7 separate regions of the Mus musculus genome follow, and regions 2, 3, 4, 5, 6 and 7 are each linked to region 1. The links are chromatin contacts, called in public promoter capture Hi-C maps. All regions are on one chromosome and are shown on one strand. Each heading gives the region's core, a stretch centred on a gene start, on an enhancer-like site or on the middle of the called end of the contact. The rest is flanking DNA. Distances are from core to core; before and after follow the strand shown.

Evidence for each region. Promoter capture Hi-C pulls out the DNA fragments that hold promoters and counts their contacts. Capture Hi-C pulls out chosen DNA fragments and counts their contacts.
Region 2: a contact with region 1 is called in a promoter capture Hi-C map of liver, with 5 times the contacts expected there. The contact joins the enhancer-like site here to the promoter of Eapp in region 1. A contact is called at or near these places in 6 of 39 promoter capture datasets (the 3T3-L1 cell line, the C10 cell line, cranial neural crest and 2 more) and 1 of 9 other capture datasets (adipose tissue).
Region 3: a promoter capture Hi-C map of pre-B cells shows a contact between it and region 1. The contact joins the promoter of Dtd2 here to the promoter of Eapp in region 1. A contact is called at or near these places in 5 of 39 promoter capture datasets (the C10 cell line, HPC-7-derived erythroid cells, cranial neural crest and 2 more), 1 of 484 Hi-C or Micro-C datasets (pre-B cells) and 1 of 9 other capture datasets (adipose tissue).
Region 4: a contact with region 1 is called in a promoter capture Hi-C map of liver, with 13 times the contacts expected there. The contact joins the promoter of Hectd1 here to the promoter of Eapp in region 1. A contact is called at or near these places in 12 of 39 promoter capture datasets (the 3T3-L1 cell line, the C10 cell line, cranial neural crest and 7 more), 1 of 484 Hi-C or Micro-C datasets (B cells), 5 of 115 datasets of contacts at active chromatin or transcription factors (astrocytes, cardiomyocytes, embryonic forebrain and 2 more) and 2 of 9 other capture datasets (adipose tissue and liver).
Region 5: a contact with region 1 is called in a promoter capture Hi-C map of pre-B cells, with 4 times the contacts expected there. The contact joins the enhancer-like site here to the promoter of Eapp in region 1. A contact is called at or near these places in 6 of 39 promoter capture datasets (the 3T3-L1 cell line, the C10 cell line, cranial neural crest and 3 more) and 2 of 115 datasets of contacts at active chromatin or transcription factors (cardiomyocytes and effector CD8 T cells).
Region 6: a contact with region 1 is called in a promoter capture Hi-C map of liver, with 4 times the contacts expected there. The contact joins the promoter of Prps1l3 here to the promoter of Eapp in region 1. A contact is called at or near these places in 4 of 39 promoter capture datasets (the C10 cell line, liver and pre-B cells).
Region 7: a promoter capture Hi-C map of adipose tissue shows a contact between it and region 1, with 5 times the contacts expected there. The contact joins the promoter of Heatr5a here to the promoter of Eapp in region 1. A contact is called at or near these places in 8 of 39 promoter capture datasets (the 3T3-L1 cell line, the C10 cell line, cranial neural crest and 4 more), 3 of 115 datasets of contacts at active chromatin or transcription factors (astrocytes, cardiomyocytes and large pre-B cells) and 2 of 9 other capture datasets (adipose tissue and liver).

Annotation. Positions count from the first base shown.
Region 1 is chr12:54,694,551-54,697,492 of GRCm38.p6, forward strand. Eapp (E2F-associated phosphoprotein) reads right to left here and starts at 1,344. Exons shown (of 6, transcript NM_025456.4): 1 at 1,161-1,344. The coding sequence starts at 1,234. Gm22513 (a small nuclear RNA gene) reads left to right here and starts at 2,232; the gene lies at 2,232-2,395.
Region 2 is chr12:51,727,493-51,730,673 of GRCm38.p6, forward strand. All of the region lies in intron 4 of Ap4s1 (adaptor-related protein complex AP-4, sigma 1), which reads left to right. Among named protein-coding and RNA genes, the nearest start is that of Strn3, 37 kb to the left of the region's middle. Within about 2 kb of position 1,894, at least 81 of the 459 cell types and tissues checked have an H3K27ac peak or open chromatin away from gene starts, as enhancers often do. A contact at or near this core is called in adipose tissue and liver, where this site is marked.
Region 3 is chr12:52,005,125-52,007,971 of GRCm38.p6, forward strand. It overlaps Dtd2 (D-tyrosyl-tRNA deacylase 2), which reads right to left and starts at 1,383. Exons shown (of 3, transcript NM_029545.3): 1 at 1,251-1,383. The coding sequence starts at 1,361.
Region 4 is chr12:51,828,227-51,831,432 of GRCm38.p6, forward strand. It overlaps Hectd1 (HECT domain E3 ubiquitin protein ligase 1), which reads right to left and starts at 1,310. Exons shown (of 43, transcript NM_144788.2): 1 at 977-1,310. It overlaps Gm5785, which reads left to right. Exons shown (of 4, transcript XM_011244243.2): 1 at 1-42; 2 at 629-1,003; 3 at 1,064-2,329; 4 at 2,762-3,206. The coding sequence ends at 1,915.
Region 5 is chr12:51,885,750-51,888,971 of GRCm38.p6, forward strand. It overlaps Heatr5a (HEAT repeat containing 5A), which reads right to left. Exons shown (of 36, transcript NM_177171.4): 31 at 3,105-3,222; 32 at 2,249-2,521. Among named protein-coding and RNA genes, the nearest start is that of Gm34894, 35 kb to the left of the region's middle. Within about 2 kb of position 1,787, at least 99 of the 459 cell types and tissues checked have an H3K27ac peak or open chromatin away from gene starts, as enhancers often do. A contact at or near this core is called in effector CD8 T cells and pre-B cells, where this site is marked.
Region 6 is chr12:57,228,916-57,231,767 of GRCm38.p6, forward strand. Prps1l3 (phosphoribosyl pyrophosphate synthetase 1-like 3) reads left to right here and starts at 1,497. Exons shown (of 2, transcript NM_001037746.3): 1 at 1,497-1,696. Mipol1 (mirror-image polydactyly 1) reads left to right here and starts at 1,510. Exons shown (of 10, transcript NM_001164370.1): 1 at 1,510-1,696.
Region 7 is chr12:51,969,818-51,972,883 of GRCm38.p6, forward strand. Heatr5a (HEAT repeat containing 5A) reads right to left here and starts at 1,504. Exons shown (of 36, transcript NM_177171.4): 1 at 1,386-1,504.

The sequences.
Region 1 (2,942 bases), core at 94-2,593:
GCAGACAAAGGGCTTGTCACCAAGCCTCATGACCTGAGTTCAATTTCTGGGACCCACATGGAAGGAGACAAGTTGTAGATTAAGACGCGGAGAAAAAAGCCAGGCGTGAGCTGGGCGTGGTGGCGCAAGCCTTTAATCCCAGCACTCGGGAGGCAGAGGCAGGTGGATTTCTGAGTTCGAGGCCAGCCTGGTCTACAAAGTGAGTTCCAGGACAGCCAGGGCTATAGAGAAACCCTGTCTCAAAAAAAACAAAACAAAAAAAAAAAAAAAAAAAAAAAAACTGCGGGAAAAAGAACAACAAAGCAAAAGCCAGCTGCAAGAAATGCCTTGGACATTTTTTTCTTGTTTTAAGACAAAATCTTACGTAGCCCAGAACCAGCTTTGAACTCTTCACCCTCTGGCCTCCTAAATGATGGGATTATAGGCATACACTACCATGTCTGACTTAATTCATTTAACTTTTAAATTACAGTTTTAAAAATGTTGTGTATAGCCGGGCATGGTGGCGCATGCCTTTGGTCCCAGCACTTGGGGGGCAGAGGCAGGCGGATTTCTGAGTTCGAGGCCAGCCTGCTCTACAGAGTGAGTTCCAGGACAGCCAGGCTATACAGAGAAACCCTGTCTCGAAAAACAAAAGAAAGAAAGAAAGGAAGAAAGGAAGGAAGAAAGAAAGAAAAATGTTGTGTATATGGGCATATGGGTGCTATGGCATGCGTGTGGAGATCATAACTTAAAAAAAAAAAAAAAGCCCATTCCTTTTTTTTTTTTTTTCCATTCTCTATTCCCTAGTTTCTACTTGACAGTCTTCAAGATAAGTACTTCGTGCTAAGGGCCAGGCCCTCACTAGCTTAGGACACTGTCCCATACTTGTATTTCCATTTACAGATGCGAGGCCGAGAACTGACTTGCCTTCGGTCACAGTGCTAGTAAACGGTAAACAGGGTTCCATCTAAGGCTTCACGCCTGGGGGCCCACGTAATTCCGGAACATCCCTCTTCCCGCACTGCTGTCCATCCTGGTTCCCTAGAGACTGAGCAGCGCCATCAAGCGCCCCGAGGCTCCCGCAAGTGAAGCGGACGACACTGCGCCCAGGGACGGCCGGCGCGAACAACACAACGGCCTCAGCCAAGGCAGGGCGGAGACGCGGGGCAGCGGCCCACCTGCTCAGAGCCGGCTCCTCGTCGCTCGGCTCTTCCACCGCGTACGGGTCATAGTCATCCTGGAGTCGGTTCATGGCGACCTGAGGACGCCTACACCGCCCCGGCGTCTGTGTACTCCGCCAGCGCCTTCCCCAAAGCTTCCCGGAGACTCCACTTCCGCCCGTACTGCGAGTCCTTCCTGTGCGCCTGCGCAAGCCGTCCAGTGACAAGGATGCAAGAGACGGGGCGTGCGGAGGGTCAATGTTAACACGTCTCTACGTTTTCTTTTCCGCTGAAAATAGCAGTTGTCTTTGTGCATTTTTCTTCTCGCCGCCGCCGCCGCCGCCACCTCCTCCTCCTCCTCCTCTTAACTTAAGCTTTATTTAGGTTTTGAAAAGGTCTCACTAACCCAGTCTAACCTGTAACCAGTTATGTAGCCCAGGCTGGCTTCGCTCTGCTTACCGTGACCTGCGGAGAGCTGAGATTACAGTTGTATATCACTATCCAGTCAGATTTATTTCTTCAAAGTTGTTATCTTAGCCCTTCTCTCATGGTTTTTATTAGGTTTATTGGCTGTGTGCAAGTAAATAATGTATAATAGACCTACTCAGAAAAACACCACGGAAAAACGATTTTTCTTTTACTAGTTAAACTTAACAAGGGTGGATCTCTTAGAATCCTGTCCTCCGCTAGCAGAAACTGAATTGAGCTAAAAAAAACTTTTTCTTTGCCCAGAGCCTGGGCAGAAGCTTAGGTTTTGAATTCCAGATTCGATTGCCCACTACCAACAAACCCCGCCCCCGCCTCACAGCCTTAGTGGGCGGAGTCGCGTTGAGGGGCCTACAGACGAGTTCCCGCGGCGTCACCACAAAGGCGTGGAATATGTAGATGAGAATTTCACGCAAAGGCTACCGGTTCTCCCTAAATAGACATTTTTTTCCGTTATTGATAATATTTACATAATATAAGCGTATATTTATGGATCAAGGTTAGAAAAGAGAATATAATGTAGAGAAGACGCATTGAGGAAGAGACCGTAGTTATAAAGTAAGTATACAATGATGGAGAGCCTGCACACGGCACTCGCAACTCATACTTACCTGGCAGGGGAGATACCATGATCACGAAGGTGGTTTTCCCAGGGCGAGGCTCATCCATTGCACTCCGGATGTGCTGACCCCTGCGATTTCCCCAAATGCGGGAAACTCGACTGCATAATTTGTGGTAGTGGGGGACTGCGTTCGCGCTCTCCCCTGGCATTTTTGTTGAAAAAATAGAAAACATTTACTTTAGCATTGCGAAAGACTTGCTTTCTACCTGGTGTTTTAGTTTTTTTTTTTTTTTTTTTTTTAAAGATTTATTTATTTATTATATATAAGTACACTGTAGCTGTCTTCAGACACTCCAGAAGAGGGCATCAGATCTCATTACGGGTGGTTGTGAGCCTGGTTGCTGGGATTTGAACTTCGGACCTTCGGAAGAGCAGTCGGGTGCTCTTACCCACTGAGCCATCTCACCAGCCCTAGGTTTATTTTTGAATGATGTGTAAGGTAATTGTCAGTTGAAATAAGTTTTACTATCTCAGTTAGCACCAACAACTTGTTTTCTTTTTTTTCTGGTGTTTTCAAGACAGGGTTTCTCTGTCCTCGAACTCACTTTGTAAAAAGGTCAGATACTAACTGTTTAGGTGAAGCAAACCCAAAAGGTGTTGTATTTGCTAAGCTTTATGTAAACATGACACTAACTTCATGAAAACTTTGAGAAGATTCATATTGGGAAGTTGGACATCTTAATCTGTACAGG
Region 2 (3,181 bases), core at 644-3,143, 3.0 Mb before region 1:
GCAAGAGGATTGGGAGTTCTAGGTCTTTCTTGATTACATGCTGGGTTAGAAGCCAACCTAGACAACACATGACCTTAGTGGCTATTCCTGGTTGTCAACTTGACTATATTTGGAATGAACTACAATCCAGAATTGGAAGGCTCACCAGTGACCCTTATCTGGAGGCTTGGAGATAGAAGATTCTGATCTGGATCTTGGTATGGAGATCTTGAAGCATAGTGGCTATGGATTCCAGAAGATTAAATCTCTGAGTTCAAGGTCATCCGGATTAAAGGTGGGTGGAACTCACCTTTAATCTGGACTACACCTTCATATGGTGCCACTCCCTGGTCCAAGGATATACAAACCATCACACATGACTCTCTCTCAAAAAGAACAAGGAAGTTATGTCTTTAATCCAATTTCCATGGCCTGGGATGCATTTCAGAAGCTCTTCATGGGGAAGCAGCCAGTTCATTCATTGCCTCAGTGCAGTGGCCCCCAGAGTCTGGCACCTTGAACAGCAGTATGAACTGGGAACTTGCTAGAAATCCAAGCTCTGGGCTGCACCCTGTCCCACAGGATCAGAAACTCTGCCTGTGTCCCTCAGTCTGATTTTACCAGGCCTTCTAGTGATTCTGATACACGGTAAAGCTTGGGAGCATTAAGGTAATCTTTTTAATGTTTATTTATTTATTCTATGTAAGTACACTGTAGCTGTCTTCAGACACTCTAGAAGAGGGAGTCAGATCTCCTTATAGATGGTTGTGAGCCACCATGTGGTTGCTGGGATTTGAACTCAGGACCTTCAGAAGAGCAGTCGGGTGCTCTTACCCGTTGAGCCATCTCACCAGCCCGCATTAAGGTAATCTTAATACATGAGGCCTGTCAGCAATTTCCTACTTCAAGAGATGGAACTTGGAAGATGGCTGCTGGCCAATGGCAATGCAAGTCATGTATCTCCAAGGGATGGGCGCCGGCCCCCCCATCCCCCCCAGCTTGGAACTAGAGAAGAGATCAGATGATTTCCAAAGCTGGGCATTCTGGGATAGTGGACAGGAAAGTAGCCTTAAACCTTTGTCTGTGTTGACTGTGTAGACAGAGAATCATACGTAAGCAATGTCTATAACCCTTCCCAATGCTAGAAATACTGCCAGCCTGCCAGCTACTACTGTGGGCAGCTCTGCGTATGTACAGTGCACTTAGTGTGACTAGGAAACTGAAACATTATTGGATTGTAATGAGTCCAGTGTAAACCTACATTGGGCAGGTGGTGGCCAAATTATCAGCCCAGCCCTGGCCCCTGCTCCTCCAGGAGACCACTCTCATGTTAGAATAGACTGGAGGCAAGCCAGGGTCTGTGATACCCCACTTTCAAGTGACACTCACCCAGAAAGAATATAATTTCCAAAATGTCTTAAAGCAGGGAGGACAAAAAAGGAGGCTCAGACTCTGCTGCTGAAGAGTGTTTAAGTTATTGTCATATTCAGTTACTAAAAATAAACAGCACATGTAGAATTATAGCTGTCATTTTAGGGAGCGAGCTGGTGACTCCATGGACCATAAAAGTCAAGAGTCAGGTTTAACTTAACTCAGGTGACAGTGCAGGGCTCGTGCTGCACCAGGGATGACCCCATCGGGATCTAACCAGGGCAGAGCGACAGGAAGAAGGAAGAGCTCGGGGAAGGAACAAGGCCGCAGCCTCACAGGGTGCCCTGTCAGCTAAGGCTTATTTTTAGCTTTGTGAGTTTTGAGCATTCTTCCTGGGGTATTTTTATCTTAGAGAGTTTCGGCAGCTTAAATTTGGAATGCATTTCATGCTGTTGCACGAGAAAAACATCTCAGTGTCATACTTTCAAAACAAAAGCCAAACTGGTGAGTCTCCGGGGGTTCCCAGGGTGCACTGCTGCTGTGGAGAGAGGCGGCCGGGCTTCCTCTCCCTCCCTATCGCATATGACCTCATTTCCATCTCCTGTCCCCACTGCATAACTATTTTATTGACAAAAACTCAGTGCAGAGAAGCAGGAAAACAAAGAGGATGGGTTGTTGTTGTTACCCATCTGTTAAGACTCAGGTTGTACACCGCCAGAGTGGCGCCCAGTGTGGACTCCGTGAGTGACCTGTAAGCAGAAGAGTAACGAAGACCCTCACTGTGAACAAAAATCCAGGCAGGCGTGTGTGTGAGACAGTTCTATCCCTGCATCTCAGTTTCATTGTGAACCTCAAAGCGTTCTTCAGACAGGGTGCTTTCAAAGCAGGCAGAAGAGTGGCAGGGGCCCGTCATTTAGGGACATCTGTTTAGAGGTACAAGCCCTTTAGACCTAGTTCACCCCCCTGTAACTTTGAAACTGGACATCTCGATAAACATCTGTCTGTAGGATGATACTGACAGTGTTGGGACATGAGTTCTAGGCCCCACCACAGCCCTGTGGGTACCAAATCCCTACCCGCTTAAGTCCCTTCTGTGCAGTGGTTGGTGTCGGCATGACACACACTGCATGGCTAACACACACTCCCTCAAACTCTAACACATCTGAGTTACTTTAGCACCTAGCACAGCGTAAACGCTGTATGAGCAGTTGTCAGCCCTAAGAAGTCATGGCAGAGGGAAAGCGTGTGTGCTCGGTACAAGCACAGTCTGTTCCAAGGACTTCGCAGAGTGCTTAGTTAGTGGATGTGGGATTCATGAATACAGAGTTCTGATCACATACCATTTTTTAATGTTATTTAACTTTGTGGTATGGAGATCAACCGTAGGGCAGGGTGCACACTGTACCCTGAGCTACACCTCCCAGCTTGCATAGCAGTTGGTAACCTGCATTTTACTTTGCAGCTTGCTAGTAATTAGACATCTACACTGTAGTTTGTTGATGGCTATAATTTACTGACATAACCCCCCCCCCCAGAGTTCCTTGGCTTACTATCCATAGTTTGCTGTTGTAATCGCTTCACCCATCTATCCCATCAGCATTCTCTCAGCCTCCTACGATATGCTTTCGAAGTAAATCAATGGATACAAAGAGAAGGCATATTCCTGAGGCTTCTGATTCTTTATTATTCCCCATACTTTGGTTTGCTTCTGTTTTTGTCTGATGTTTTGAGACAGGAACTTACTCTGTTAGCCTAGGCAGGCCTGAGTTCGTAGCCATCCTCCTGCCTCAGCTTCCCAAGATTCCAGGTATGAGCCATCAACCCCGCCTCT
Region 3 (2,847 bases), core at 133-2,632, 2.7 Mb before region 1:
CCATGCTTATTTACAGTCAAAAGGGGTGAAGATTACAAACCATGCCTGCATTTATTTCTACTGAGCCAGCAGTTTTCAGACAGCCTCCCCCAAATTCTGCCAGGCCCACAGAAAGTTACAGGCTGATTTATTCAACATCAAATGATCCTCCTTTTCCCACATGGGGCTGTTGAATAAGCAACAGTGTTAGTAGTGTCCTCTGATGTTACTTTGTATTTTCCCCTAAGTCATTTAAACAGAGTGGTATTTCTACATGGGGTCTTGTCTTATTTTTACAAATTCCAGGAACTGTTCAGTTGCTTTTTCTGTTACCGTGGTCAATGCCTGAAGAAAACCCAATGATTGGGCTTTGAAAATTACATTTATGATAAGTTCTGTAGGAAAAGGTTGGTTGTTATCAGGAATATACACCTTCTCATTTTACATAATGACTTGAATATTTGTTTACTAGTTCCTGTAAGACAGTCTACAAGAAAATAAACAAGTGATAAATGACTTCGTTGCTACCACTGAGGGAATCGATTGTATGTTAATTTCCTTGGCTCACTTGATTCAGAAGCCACCACAAAGATTAAATGAATTAATAACTGCAAACTGCTTAAAACAGCGCTGAGCTCACAGTAAATACAACCCAGGTGTTTATCAAATGCTACATAAAAATAAATGGGAAGGCAGACACACAGTTATATTTCATGCTTTAACTTCCAAAGCTTTATACATGTTTGAGACTCAATTTAACTGTTAGCGACATTACGTTCAGCTATATCTTTCTGGTTCTAATGGTTTTCTGTGTAAATATAGCTAGCTCTGCACTCATACTTGAATTACCTGGGAAAAGATTTTTGTTTAACTATGTGCACTTGTGTGTCTGTGTACAACGGCAGGTGTCTGTCCCGCCTAGAGGAGGCCATCAGATCCGACCGAGCTGGAGTTACAGGTGGTGGTGAGCAGCCCCGCATTGCGGGATAATGGAATCTAAGGATCTACTGGCGGTGAGATTCCCTGAAAATTCTGAGAAGCGAGATGGCTCACGCTGTTACCTCAACACTTAATATACTAAGGCAGAAAGATCATCCGCAGGCTGAGAGCTGCAGAGCGAACCAGTGGGGCACAGGCCACCACCAGACGCCAAGTCCAAAGAGACAGCTAGGCAGCCCACTAAAGTGGGCAGACGGAAAGGGACAAGCTCTTCATCTCACGAAAGATGACAGGAAGACCGGCACGGTTCCGCGGATAGGGCCGGGCGTTACCTCCACCCACTGCGCCGCGGCGTCTCCATCGGCCGGGCGCACTTGCAGGCGAGCGTGCAGGCACTGCTGCAGGAGCGCACGAGCCTGGGCCACACGACCACCGTCCGCCATGGCGCGGGTCCGCACTGCGCATGCTCGGGTAGGCGCCTCCCACTGCTCGTGGCCCCACCTAAGTGGGCGGGGCCTCCGCCTGGCTCTCCGGAGTCCCGGATGTGGAATTGACCAGCTTTGGAGCTTTGAAGCTTCAGTCTCTTGGAGGGTTTTTGTTTAGAGATCTCTGTCTCTCCTTCTCTCCCTCCTTCTTTAACCTAATCTCATCCTCGAATGCCTCGTTTTTAGTTTTGTTTTTGGAGGTAGGGTCTCATAGAGTCGGGGTTGGTCGCAATAACCACATAGCTGAGGCTGACCTTGAACTGAACTCCTTCTCCCAATTGCAGGAATTACATGTGTGCCCGCCCACAGCCCCACCCCACCCCATCCTGCTCTGCTACCTGCTTCATAGCTTTTGAAGAAATATTTTTCATTTCAGAAAGCTTAGGTTTCCAGGTATTGGAAAGAATGTAAGTCAGAGTTAAATCCATTCTATATTTATTATAAAGACATAACTAGAATGAGATCAATTGATCTCAAAGCAGGCAGAGAGGGAACTTAACCTGTGGGTGGGGGACAGATGCAACTATAGAAGGGAGCACCTAAGATGTGGGACCCCGATTTAGAGCATTTCTCCCTGGAAGGTAAAGCCCCTGGGACGTTCCCCAAGCTTGTTTTCCCTGATCTCTAAAAATACAGCCAGAAAGAAGCTCTTTGTTCACTATAGCCAGCAAAAAGCCTTTTTGTTTCTATACTTTACAACCAGAGATGCCTGCCTTCCTGTGCCGAGGACACGGGAGATAAAAATTCAGAAAGAACTCACTCCTCACTCCTGCCTTGTAAATTTCACCAAGGACACCTGGAAGAGAAGAACTCTCCTCCCAACTCCTTCCAACTCCTCCCAACTCTTCTCAACTCCTCCCAACTCTTCTCAACTCCTCCCAACTCTCCTCCCAACTCCTCCCAATTCCTCAGCTAGCTGTTAAAAGCCCCCTACTGTCACTGCTCAGGGTCAAACTCCCCTGCCCTGCATGGCAGAGGGACTTTGTCCTCAGCTAACTGATAATAAAACCTCTTGCAGTTTGCATCAGGTGTGGTTTTCTCTCGGGTCACTGGGGTGCTGGCCAGCTCATCCCGGGACTTGAGTGGCGGCCCAGCTTCGGTGTCTTACAAAGACTATTGGGAAACACAGAGATTTACATTTTATTTATAACAGTAGCAAAATTACAGTGATAAAGTAGCAATGAAAATCATTTTATAGCTGGGCAGTGGTGGCACACACCTTTGATCCCAGCACTCCAGAGGCAGAGGCAGGCGGATTTCTGAGTTCGAGACCAGTCTGGTCTACAGAGTGAGTTCCAGGACAGCCAGGGATATACAGAGAAACCCTGTCTCAACCCCCTCCCCCCCCCAAAAAAAGGTCATTTTATGGTTGGGGGTTATGACAACCTGAGGAACTGGGTTGCAGCTTTAGCAAAGCTTAGAAACACTGAATTAAAAGTTAGAA
Region 4 (3,206 bases), core at 60-2,559, 2.9 Mb before region 1:
CCTCCCCCCAAACTCCACCAAAAATCGGAGCTTCAGATACGGGTCAGATCCAGTAGTTTTAAAGACCACTTTCCAATCCAATTCTTCTTCGGATTGAATTTCCCTTCTCACGAGTTTTGAATTCTCAAACTTACTCCTAAAATATGCCCAAATACAAACAGTAATTAGATATGAAATCTACCTATGCGGAAGTAAATACTGATAAGAACTTCTGGTAATCTAGGCAAATGTTCTTAAAACTTTTTTTTTTTTGGGGGGGGGGCTTGATGCTAAAGTAAATACAACTAACAGGTTACCACCCCCCCCCAGGCAGACGGACAGACAGGCAGACATTCTTTCTCCCATAGGATGGGGCAGTTAGTTTTTATGTAAAAAATTTTTTGAGAAGTAGTCTAGGCAGGCAAGTCATTACAAAAGCTTCTAGATGCCCGACCAAAGGACAGCGTTGCGTCCCACGCAATCCACCTGCCGGTGTGGGAACCTAGAGGCGGGTCGCGGTGGGCACCCATCGGCCGCGCCCGGCGGGGCTGCCCCATCGTCCTCGGCCTGATCAAGGCCGGAGCCGCGACGCTGACAGCCAACCTGGCTAAGTTAGCTACCTGCCTCCGGGCGGAGGGCGAAGTTCTAGAGAAGCAGCAAACCTGCGAGCTCAAGAGGAAGCCGCCGAGCGGCTGGGGTGCGGGTCTCCCGGAACTCGGAGGCCCAGCGGGACGTCCCCGGTCCCCGCCGGGCGGCTGAGCCTTACCAAGGACAAGGAGCGCGTAGCCGGAGCTCCGAAGCCAACAAGCCAAGCCCCGTAAGGCCCGGAGAGGGGAACAAAGGGCCCGATACGCAGAGGCGACGGCGGAAGACCGACCTCACCGCGCTGGGGTCCAGCTCCGCGCCCGCCGCTGGACTCGGCGGCCCGGATCCTCGCGCAGGCCCAGCCTGCCGACAGCGCCTAGCGCCCCCGCCTACCCTGACCGCAGGCTCTTACCCTGGCTCGCCGTACCAAACAGCTCCGGTCCAGCTCCAAGCAGGCCGCGGGCAGAGCCTGGCCCGGCCGCGGCCCTCGAGTTCCTAGGAAACCGCAGGCCGCGCAGGTCGAGCCAGGCAGGCGGCACAGGAAAAGCCGTGTCTCGTCCCTCCCCTTCCTCCGCGGGGACCCGGTGACAAGGAAGCGAGAGGCTCCCCCGAGCGGCGGCAGCCAGCGCGGGTCCCGACCCCAGCACGCGGCTCCTCAGACCCTGCGGTTCAGAGCCAGGTCCGCGCGGGGCCGTCGGCGGCAGCGGGGAGACGCCGCGTCCATCGCCAGCCGGGCGGGGGCAGGAGAAGGGTCGGCCGAGCGCCGGGCGGGGAGGCTGGTGAAGGCCGCGCCGGCGGAGGCGGAGCGAACGCCTCCCGGCCGCCCTGCCCGCGGCCACCTGGGGCGCTGCGGAGGCCGGACCCCGCGGCACGGGGCGACGACGGGGGGCGCCGGGCTCCTTCGGCGGTCGGCTACGGCTCTCCTCAGCCCGGCCTCCCGGCGCCCGAGTCGCCGCGCTGTCAATCCGCGCGCGCCGCCAGCAGCTGCTCCGCGCACGCTCCGCCCGTCTCGCCCGGCGCGAGCCGCTCCGGAGTCCTGCGGAACGGAGGCCACCGTCTCGCAGGCGCTCGGCGTGCCCGGGTCACCCCCTCCTCCGGACTTTTAAAGCCAGCGGTTTACCAGAACGCTTCCCAGCGAGCCTGGGAACTCGGCGAGCGCTGCGCAGCCGGGCGTTATCGCCTCGGCGCAGATGGGACCAGGACGGCTGCGGGAACTCGTGCCTCCTGCCTGCCCACCGTGGAGTCCCGGGAAGCAGCCAGCATCGAGGACTTCCCACACAGTTGCCTTCGGCTCGTGGTCACTTGTACTTCCGTAGTTATTCCCGTCAAACTTTTATTTCATGGGCGTTGAAAAATCAAATACTAGCCGCTGCTAGTGGAGTCCTCACGTAACCGTGACACTAGAGAACTGGAGGCTGGAGTTCAAGGTCATCCTTGGCTACAAAATGAGGTCGAGACTTGTCTGGGCTACAGGGCGGCGACGGTGGTGATGAAGAAGGAGCAGCCAAGGGAGAGAAAAAGAGGAAGAAAAAGACTCCATACTGAACTCATCCTTTGAACAACAACAACAAAATAGCAGTAGATACCTAATTTTAGGAAAGAACTGTATGCAAAGACCGAGGCTAGTAGTTTTCAACCCTGGCGGCACATTAGAGACACCCGGAAAAGTTTTCATTAGAAGAGTTTTAGATCCACAGCAAATTGAACAGAAAGTACAGAGAATAAGTTATGGCTACCCTGTTCTGTATCATGTGTTCCTGGCCAGGTAGGGCTAAGGACAGAGAGTTCCCACTGATCTCTTTGTTTATGGTTTTGCCCTTTCCAAAATATCGTTTCTAGTTGGAATTATTCACTAACACTCTTTAAGGATCCTCTGTGAGTTTTTATAGCTTGGTAGCTCATTTATTTGGTGTTGTGTTGTGTTTTGTTTTGTTTTGTTGTACTGGATTTTTTTATTTGGTTTTGTTTTTTACTTTTTGTTTTTCTTGTTGTTTTGAAGTGGGTATGCTTATGTAACCCTGGCTGGCCTAAAGTCAATATCCTCCTGCCTCAGCTTCCTGAGTATGCTAACAAGAGGGCTTCCTTCCTGAGTATGCTAACAAGTATGCTAACACCTGGCTTGGGAGCCCATTTAATTCTTACTGCTAAATAATAGTAAGTTGTTTAGATGTAACACAATGTGTTTCTTCATATACAGATGCCTGGAATCTACCTTCACAGACTATGAACGGCTCATGCAGAAATTTCCAAAGTTCCCCAACAGGAAAAATACTTTCTAACAATGTAGCTACCACAGGACTGTGGCCAGAACAAATGAAAAACTCTTCAAACCCAAGAATAAGAAAAAACCTTGCCAGGCAGTGGTGGCGCACACCTTTAATCCCAGCACTTGGGAGGCAGAGGCAGGTGGACTTCTGAGTTGAGGCCATCCTGGACTACAGAGTGAGTTCCAGGACAGCCAGAGCTACACAGAGAAACCCTGTCTCAGAAAAGAAAAAAGAAAAGAAAAAAACCTTAATTAGAAATTGTAAAAGACTGGAGACATTTAACCAAGAAGACATCCCAGTGGCTGGCGAGAAAGCATATGAAAGATGCTTAACATTATCTGGCCTTGAGAAATTGAAGATACTCACTGGTGGTCT
Region 5 (3,222 bases), core at 537-3,036, 2.8 Mb before region 1:
GCCTCCCAAGTGCTGGGATTAAAGGCGTGTGCCACCACCGCCCAGCTATTTATTTTTTTAGTGTCAAGCTTTTCATAGCTACCTATTAATCTTTCTTTCTTTTTTTTAAAAATAAGGTCTCAGTATGTATTACAAATGTGGCTGTCCTGGAACTCACTCTGTAGACCAGGCTGGCCTCAAACACACAGGGATCCTGTGGCTTCTAAGGCCTTTGCCTTCTAAGTCTCGGGATTAAAAGTGTGTATATCACTATGCCCTGCTAAGCTTTTCCTATCCTACTTGTTGTAGTTTGTTTAATTGCTTTTGAGACAGGATCTCACTGTGTATTCAGGGTGGACTTGAATTCCTGATTCTTCTGCCTCAGATTCTGGAGTGCAGGCATGACAGGCAAGTATCTCCAAGTCTAGTTCTAGCTTCGCATTTTGAAGGACACAGTCCTGTAGCTCTAAGTATTTTCACAATGTGATGAAGGTTCATTACTACTCAATTTATTTAAACTATGTTTACAAGACCTTTTGTTTTGGGAACTGAACCTAGGGCTTTACTCTTGGTAGGTAAGCACGTTCTACTACTGAGCTATATCTCCTCGGAACTCGCCTTCTCTTTTAGCTTTAATTTTGAGATAGAGTTTCACTAAACTGCCCAGGTTGGACTTGAACTCGGGATGTAGGTTGGTCAGTTGCTGTGTGTGCGTGTGTGTATGTGTGTGTGTGATGGCTCCACCTTATTTTCTGTGACATTCTCACTGACTGGCTGGCTGGCTGGCTGGGTGGCTGCCTCATGAACTCTGTGGCTCTGCCTGCTTTTGCCTCTCCCTCTACCGCAGCACTGGGGTTACAGGTACACACGGGCCGCTCAGCTTTTGAGGTCATGCTTGCATGGCAGGAACTTCACCACCGAGCCATCTTCTCACATCCTGTGCTAGACTTTGTTCAAAAGACAAATTTTAACTAGAAATAAAACACACCTACACACATATTTATCTTTTATATGTAATAGTTACATATAATATAGTTACATGATGGAGAAAGCTATAGATCTTCATAAGAAATAGTGTTTATACAAGAACAAACAAAACTCATTATGAGAAGGTCTCCAGGGAAACATTTTCTGATAAGGTGAGACCAGAGTTAACTTTGAAGGAAGAAAACATTAAAAAGCTAGATCAGTGCACTGTTTGCTGGAGAAGCTGGACACAGTGGTGAACACCTGTGATCCTAGCATCCCTATGGCAAGATGGGAGGCGAGTCACCTGGAAGCTTGCAGATCAGAGACCCACATGGAGCACCACAGTGACAGGAGCAAGAGCGAGGCTGCCGCCAAACAAAGTAGCAAGAACCGACTCCCGAAACACTCTTCTCCAACACACACACACACACACACACACACACACACACACACACACACACACACACACACGGTGGCAGAGTGGGCCTACCTGACCCAGAATTAGGTGGCTTATGCTCACAGAAAGTATGCCCACTGCAAACAACAGGATCAGCAGGGAGCCTCTGGCAGGCAGTGGAGTTAGCAGCACCCAGAGAACCCTAGGAGCTAGATGAAAGAACTGAATGGATTTGGTCCCAAACAGGACAGGGCATCCTCATGACAAATTTGTCATATGGAGTCAGAACTGTCCACCAGATACTGCACACTGAAAATGTACAAGTACTACTACTTGATTTAAAATACTGTCAGCTTGATGGTCAGGGCACACTCTCGCATGCTCCAAGCCTGGGCTCCACGCCTAGACCTGGAGTAAGAAGGCAGTCACAGGAAGCGCATTCACCATCACATCTGCTGTTTGTGGCTTTCACTTTCACCTCTTGGTGAAACAAATTATATTAGACTGCAAGACTAATCTTACAGGATTATAAAAAGTACTCAAATGAGAAAATGAATAGCAACTAGGTCAGTCCCCTTCTTCTAGGACAGTGGCTGGCAACCTGGAGGCCATGGCCCCACTGTGGACTGTATATCAGGTATTTACATTATGATTCACAGCAGTAGCAAGTCAGTTATGAAGTAGCAAGGAAGCAGTTCTACGGCTGGGGTCACCCAACCGAGGAAGTGACTGAGAGGCACGGCTCTAGGTCCTACGCACAGCACAGCATACCTTCAGGAGAGCACACTGCAGGAAGCTCACACAGCACAGCATACCTTCAGGAGAGCACACTGCAGGAAGCTCACACAGCACAGCATACCTTCAGGAGTGCACACTGCAGGAAGCTCACACAGCACAGCATACCTTCAGGAGAGCACACTGCAGGAAGCTCAGCAAGGATGGCCAGGGCAGCCGCCACCAGTCTACTTCCCTCCTCCAACAGGGTCTTCGGCTTTGAAGCCTTTCCTCCTGGGCTACCTGCCAGCTTAGGGTTCAGTTCTGGGAGCTGTCTAACGAGGATGCAGACACAGAGTTCCAGGGTTGCAAAGACCAAAGACTTCCCAGGTACGAGTCCTCCTGTGTCCTTCCCTTCACCAAACTCTGGCAGGGTTTCCTTCTCAGAGGCTCCATCATCAACTGAAACACAGAGGGAACAGTGCTTAAGAAATACTTGCTGCTTGCTTGGCTCCAAGTAGGTGGCAATTCCAGACAATGCATTTAGTGGCTAAGTCCTAGGTGTGAAAAGCTTAAGGAAAAAGCAGCTCTGAAGTTAAAGTTGTTTTTACTATGAGTTCTCATTACAGTGGGTTAAAAATAAAATTCTTGTAATCTTTTCAGCCTTAAAATAGTGCCCGATCAAACTCATCTCTGTGCTGTTATAAGTGAGAATCTGACAGCAGCAGCTCCAACAGCGACTCTGTCATCTTACAGACTGGCAGCGGCTGGGCACAAGGATCAGACTAGACTCTGCCCACCGGCCCCCACATACTGCCCACTTCTGCCCGTTTGCTCTTTAGGTCTGTATTGCCGTCTGCCCTAGTTTCAGCAGTATCCAGATTGTGTGGTTACCCCGAGTAACACTTGTGAAGACAATGACACTGCGCTGCGTTGTGTGGCTGCGGCTGCGCCTAGGGGAACAGCGCTTGCCCACTGCATACAGAGTGTATGACTCTCAGAACTGGAATGAGAAGAGATGCTATGTCACTGAGTTAATATTTACCTTCTGCACTACGTCTTTTTTCCTTCACATGTTCTTGGGCGGCACAGATAATCTGCCTGACCACTTCAAGTGAAGCCAGTTGAATGGCTGGTGACTCTCTGGTCAAAATTACTCGGTG
Region 6 (2,852 bases), core at 247-2,746, 2.5 Mb after region 1:
GCTATCTTAATCTCTGGAACACTACTGTATACTGAAAGTACACAATTTTTCATTTTATGGGGGCTCATTTTTTTCTTTTTTGTTTTTTTGAGACAGTTTCTCTGTAGCCCTGGCTGTCCTGGAACTCACTTTGTAGACCAGGCTGGCCTTGAGCCCAGAAATCCGCCTGCCTCTGCCTCCCAAGTGCTGGATTAAAGGTGTGTGCCACCACTGCCCTGCTAGGGCTCATTGTTTAGAAGTTAGTGTGGCCTCTTTTTTGGAAACTTTTGCTATGTATCCCAGGCTGTCCTGGAATTCACGTTCACTCTTCAAAGGTTCAGAATTACAGATGTGTACCACCATAATCATATTTTTTTAGTGGTGGTTTGTTTACATAAAAATATGATTCAACTCCGACTAATGTAAAGTAATAAATAAAATTTAAAAATGCATTTAAAGCCTGAATCTGTCACAAGTCACTAGTACTAGTCATTAGTTACATAAATAATGAAACTTTTTCTTTTTAGTATTATGCTCTATTTATTCCAAATAATTTCCATCTGGTCATCTCATCCTTTTTTTCCATGCTTCATTCCTCCTGTCACCTACTTTGTGGAGTATGTGGCACTTCTGAAAGGTGAACCTTTGCTAGAGGAAATGGGTCACTGCTTTTTGGTTATAGAGCCCAGCTCCATTTTCTATTCTCTTGTTTTTTGACTGGATGGCTAGCCACTTTGCCATCCTGCCTTTATTAGCATGGTGGACACGGATCTCGTATTGCTATAAGCCAAAATAAAGTCTTTCACGAACTTTGTCTATTAATTCAGAAAATAAATATAATTTTCTGCTGTGGGTGTAAAAAATTACTATTATTACTGTTACCCCAGCATCCAGAAGACTACTTGGCATGTAGTATGCCCTCAATAAATAGATAAGTTAGAGTGACTTCAATAGCTCAACACTAAATTACCAGAGCATCAGTGGCTAGGGTGGGGTGCAGGAGTTCTAGATTAGATAGGGCAGCATAGGGACACTACTTCTCTTTCTTTAAAAGGAGAAAAATATTCGAATATTATCAGCTATATCATCTAATAGAATTCCACATTACTCCTATACTTCGCTTTAAAAATATCCCTGGCGTTCAGCCCTTTCTTTTAAGTTCTGCGATTGAACATTCTGAGTACACCCTTTCTAGTCCTGAAGTCAAAATGTCACCAGCCTTAAAGCTTTTCTGAAACCATTGGCCGATGTCTAAGTCTCACTCTGGCTCACTTCGCAGGACCTTTCCTTCTGTCCCCGCAAAGCACTGCGCACAGAAGGAAACCACTGCCCAGTGAAGATACTCCATGGGATGAGCCCGAGAACCACACATTTCCCCAGTTAGCGCGCACTGGTTGTCAGCTCCTCCCACAGAACGCGACCTCGAGGTCGCCTTCCTTTCCAGCAGCCCGGAACCATCCTTGAGCCCTCCAGCTCGCCGGAAGCCCCGCCCCGTCCCGCCCCGCCCCGCGGCAGCCAGCGGACTCGCGCATGCTCGCTGCGCGCAGCCTCGTCCCCGCGTGCTCTCGCGCGCTTCCTCTCGCCCGCTCTGCTCTTTTTGGTTACTCAGGGGCACGCGCAGCGTTTCGCGCGACGATTGGCTGCCTCGGTGGCGGCGCCACAGGACCGGGCAACTACGCGAGCGGAGTGGGCGCTTAAGGATCCCGCGGCTCCTCAGGTAACGGCGTGGACCGGGAGCGGCTGGGGGAGGGGGGAGAACCTCAGGGTGGCCTGCAGCCCGCCCGGGACTTCCGGCCGCGGCCCCTGGAGGTGCAGGAGCGCTGCGTGGCCCGCGTCGCGGCGTCCTCAGGTGACAACACCGCTCCTTCTCCAGGTTTCGGCCTCATGGCGTCATAGTCTTTCAAAAGTTAAGAAGGGACGAACAATGACTCGGAAGTGTGGGCTGTTTTTCCTCTAAGCTTTGACGAGTTAGGGTTTCAGTCCTGGCGGGACCGCGGATCCACTCTGTGCTTTTGCGGGACACTTGAGCGATTCACAGTTCTCACCCTTCAAAGTGCGAGCAAAAACCCCAGTGTAGTTCAGTATGCCCGGCGCCTACATTAGTAAGATGCAGCTGCAAACTCTGCCTTCACTACATTCAAGATTTGGCTTTTCTTTTTTTTCTTTTTCTTTTTGGTTTTTTTTTCGAGACAGGGTTTCTTTGTATAGCCCTGGCTGTCCTGGAGCTCACTTTGTAGACCAGGCTGGCCTCGAACTCAGAAATCCGCCTGCCTCTGCCTCCCGAGTGCTGGGATTAAAGGTGTGCGCCACCATCGCCCGGCCAAGAGCTGGCTTTTCTAACTGGAGGATGACACCACCCAGTGGTATTGGTGAAGTACTTGAAGTTGGACACTACAAGATAGAAGAATAGACTAGGTTTCTAAGAGAATAGGCCTTTGGAAGGGCTCCTTGAGCGTTTTGATGTCCGTTAATTCCCGATGGTGGTAGACAGCTAAAGAAGGACAGTTTTAACCTGTCTCACGAGTTACCTCACTTTGCAAAGTTTCGTATTGCCATCTGGAATGAACCTCACATCAAAGGACAGTTAGTTACATAATCATTACATAGGCTATCATCCCGTACCTCAATGTGCCTCAAACTAGAGTGACTTGAGAGGAGGGTAGTTAAAGGAGGAATTGCCTCCATCAGATTGGGAACATTTTCTTGATTAATGATTGATATGAGAGGGCCCAGATCACTGGGTTTTTTCAGCCCCAGGCAGGTTGGACCGCAGTTGTTAAGGAAGCAAACCAAGCATGCTATGGAGAGCAAGCCAGTAAGCAAGGTTACTCCCTGGTCTCTGCTTCAGTTCCTGTTTCCAGGTTCCAGCCTTG
Region 7 (3,066 bases), core at 254-2,753, 2.7 Mb before region 1:
GGTGCAAGCACCTTCGAATACATGTGCATATTACTACCTCCCCACCCCCTCCCCCGTTATTTGGGAACTCTGTATTTTCCTGCTACTAACATCAAACGCTAATATAATTAAAGAACAAGTAAAGGTAACCTAATCAAGGATCCATAAAGAGTACCAAAGGTTAAGTCAGGAGTTTATTCTTGACCTACAGCTATCTATGTAAAGTAAGTGCATTCCACAGCACAACCAATCCGCTCTCCAATATTCTCCCGCCCCTATCTTAGTAAAACTGCCTCCTTGCTCTCTGGTGTTCGTTTTTTTTTTTTTTTTTTTTGAAAGTGAGTTAGCTGATGTGGCTCTCTCTACCTAAGCCTAGGTTGGCTGGGAACGCTCCCCTTTTCTGCCTCAACATCCTAAATACTAGAACTACAGATGTGCAACGTTAAGCCTGGCTTTATTCGTTTTTGGATGCTTATCTAAAATCTCATTCTTTGCCTCTGTGTATTAGTGCACCCCTTAAATTCCAACACTCTGAAGGCAGAGGCAGGTTTGAGACCGTCTCAAATAAATAATCAAACCTCATCCTCAGACATTGTCTCTAAGATGTTTGCGAAATAAAACCAGGCAACCTTGCATTAGGGTTAACTTAAGTTAATCTCCCAGCATTGTTTTTCAAAGTCCTGAACTGTTATAGGGCTTTTTTTTTTTTTTACTTCCTTAAACTTCTCCTTATCTCTAAGCTCTTTAGTTCCTTTAGGGTGACTAGCATTCTTATAAACCACGCACAACCCAAAAGACTACAAACCATCTAATTTGTCTGACCTGAGAGTTCAAATTCCCTTAACTTGTCAGAGGTACACGTTACGGTTACTAAGTTCCATTAGGTGCTTTACGAAGTTTCTAACGATTTGCAAACGATTTGCAATCATTTGAGATGATCTCTTTCTTGCTGGCGTGAAATAAGCAAATAAAGGAAAATAAAAAACAAACGTTTCCACCGACTCCGCAAACGCCCCTGGCGAAGGCTTTCCTTCTTAAGAAGACCTGGAAACTTCTGGCAACGTCCACTCTCTGCTGCTGGGGGCCGACCTGGAGGTGCAGGGCGGGTCCCCAGCCGCGGGGCAGGCGACCGGGTCCCCGACTTTCCCCTCCCGCGTCCCAGCCCCGCAGCTGCCGACCCCGCCTACCTGTTGGGCTGAGGAGGAAACCCGCCACGCCGCAGTCAGCCCCCGTGTCCCGTCTGTGCCTGCAGCCGGGACCCCGTCCCCCTCGGCTCCGTCCCACCGGGCCGGGTCCTCAGCCTCCGCACCGCGCCCACCCGGGACCCGCGCCACCCGGCTCCAGCCGCTCCCGCCCAGTCCCTAAGCACGCCGCCCCCAGCTTCCTCTCCGGATCTCCCGGCTTGCCTGCAGAGACGCCCTGAGCTCACACCCGTCCCGGCTGTGCCACGTTCCCGGCTCCGCGACAGCACAGCGGCACCCGGCTCCCCGCGGGCGAATGCGGAGCTGGGAGGGCGGGCGGGGCTGACAGCGCGGCGGGAGCGGCCATTGGGAGGGCCCGGCCCCTCCCGCGCCCAGGCTGGCCAGCCGCCCGCCGAGCCAGGGAGCGCACACTGTGGCAGGCGTGACTACTCCACCGCCGAGAGAGCGATGGGAGCTCCTGAGGCAGAAGTCACTTCTAGGACAGCGTGCTGTCCTCCAGTCCGGAGATTCCGGCCACAACTATTTTTGTCTATTTTTGTCGCCAGTCAGAATCTACACTTGCGGCTTAAAAGGCAGACACTTCAGGAGCCTGGAAATATTCAGGCAGGGCCGGAGCTGAAGGAGGATATGATGGAATCTTACCCGAGGAAGGGACTCTAAAGAACTTTTAACAGGAACCTAACTGTAAAAGGACTATGTGAAGATTCCACGCGGAGTCCGTGGCTCTGAGTCAGATGTGTTTTTCCACTATAATCAGGATTTTGAGTGTAACTTTTTTCCCTTGTTTTGAAACAAGCTTACAAGAAGGTTGCAATCGTAGTTCAAAAACATTATTCCCCGAACGGTTTTGAGATTTAAGTTGCTAATATTATGTCACAGTGTTCCTAAGCAGTTTACACATAGTCATAATAACTGCAATAGCGATATTCTTTATGCAATACACTCGGTTTCTTGGTTGTCTCAATCATGTTCCTTGTAAGGAAAGGCCTTCAGTTCCGAAATAAGTGTTCTTTCTAGTTGCAATGCATATCTTCAATCTGGAATACTTCCTTAGTCTTTGACATTTACAACCTTGACAACTTTGAAGACTATTGGCTCACTGTTTTTATAGAAAGGCTTTCATTCTGATTCTGTCTGATATTTATTCATGATTAGATTTAAACTAGATATCTTTGAGGACTCTCACAAGTGATTCCATGTTCATATGTGTCGGTGTTTGCTCTTCAAAAAGCTCCTTTTTCCATCTTTGTAATTAATATGTATTTTCTGAAGCTATTTTGTTTCAGGGTACCTGTGAATAACCTTGTTTAGAAATTCATAATTTATATTACTGGATATAGAATTGTTCCACTTCATTAAGTTGATTATAGTGTTCTTCCATTATTTATCTATTTACTTTTTACAACTTTTTGTGTGTGGGCCTACACATATGTGTGCCACATGCATGCAGTGCCCATGGAGGCCAGAAGAGGGCATCAGAGTTATAGGCAGTTGTGAGGTCCCTGATGTGGGTGCTAGGAACTGAACTGGGGTCCTCTGCAAGAGCAATGAGTGTCCTTTTCTTTTCTTTGTGTTGCATCCTGTACAGCTTGGTCCTAGAAACCTGACTGGGGCAAGAAGAAAGGGCAAACACAGGCACAGAAAAGTTGGGTTAAGGTGGGCCCTGCACATTTTAATGGAGTGGCATCAACTATGAAATAACCCACTGGAACCTCAGAACATGAGGCTAGTAGTCTTGATAAGAGGTATCTGTAGTGAGCTGCAGTTGCTGGGTTTTTGCACACTTTGGTCAATCATTAGTAAACCCTTGACCCAGAAGAGGGCTTTGCCACTCCCATGGGTCTGAGGCCTTGGGTCCTTGACATAGCCATGCCTTAGTCGACAA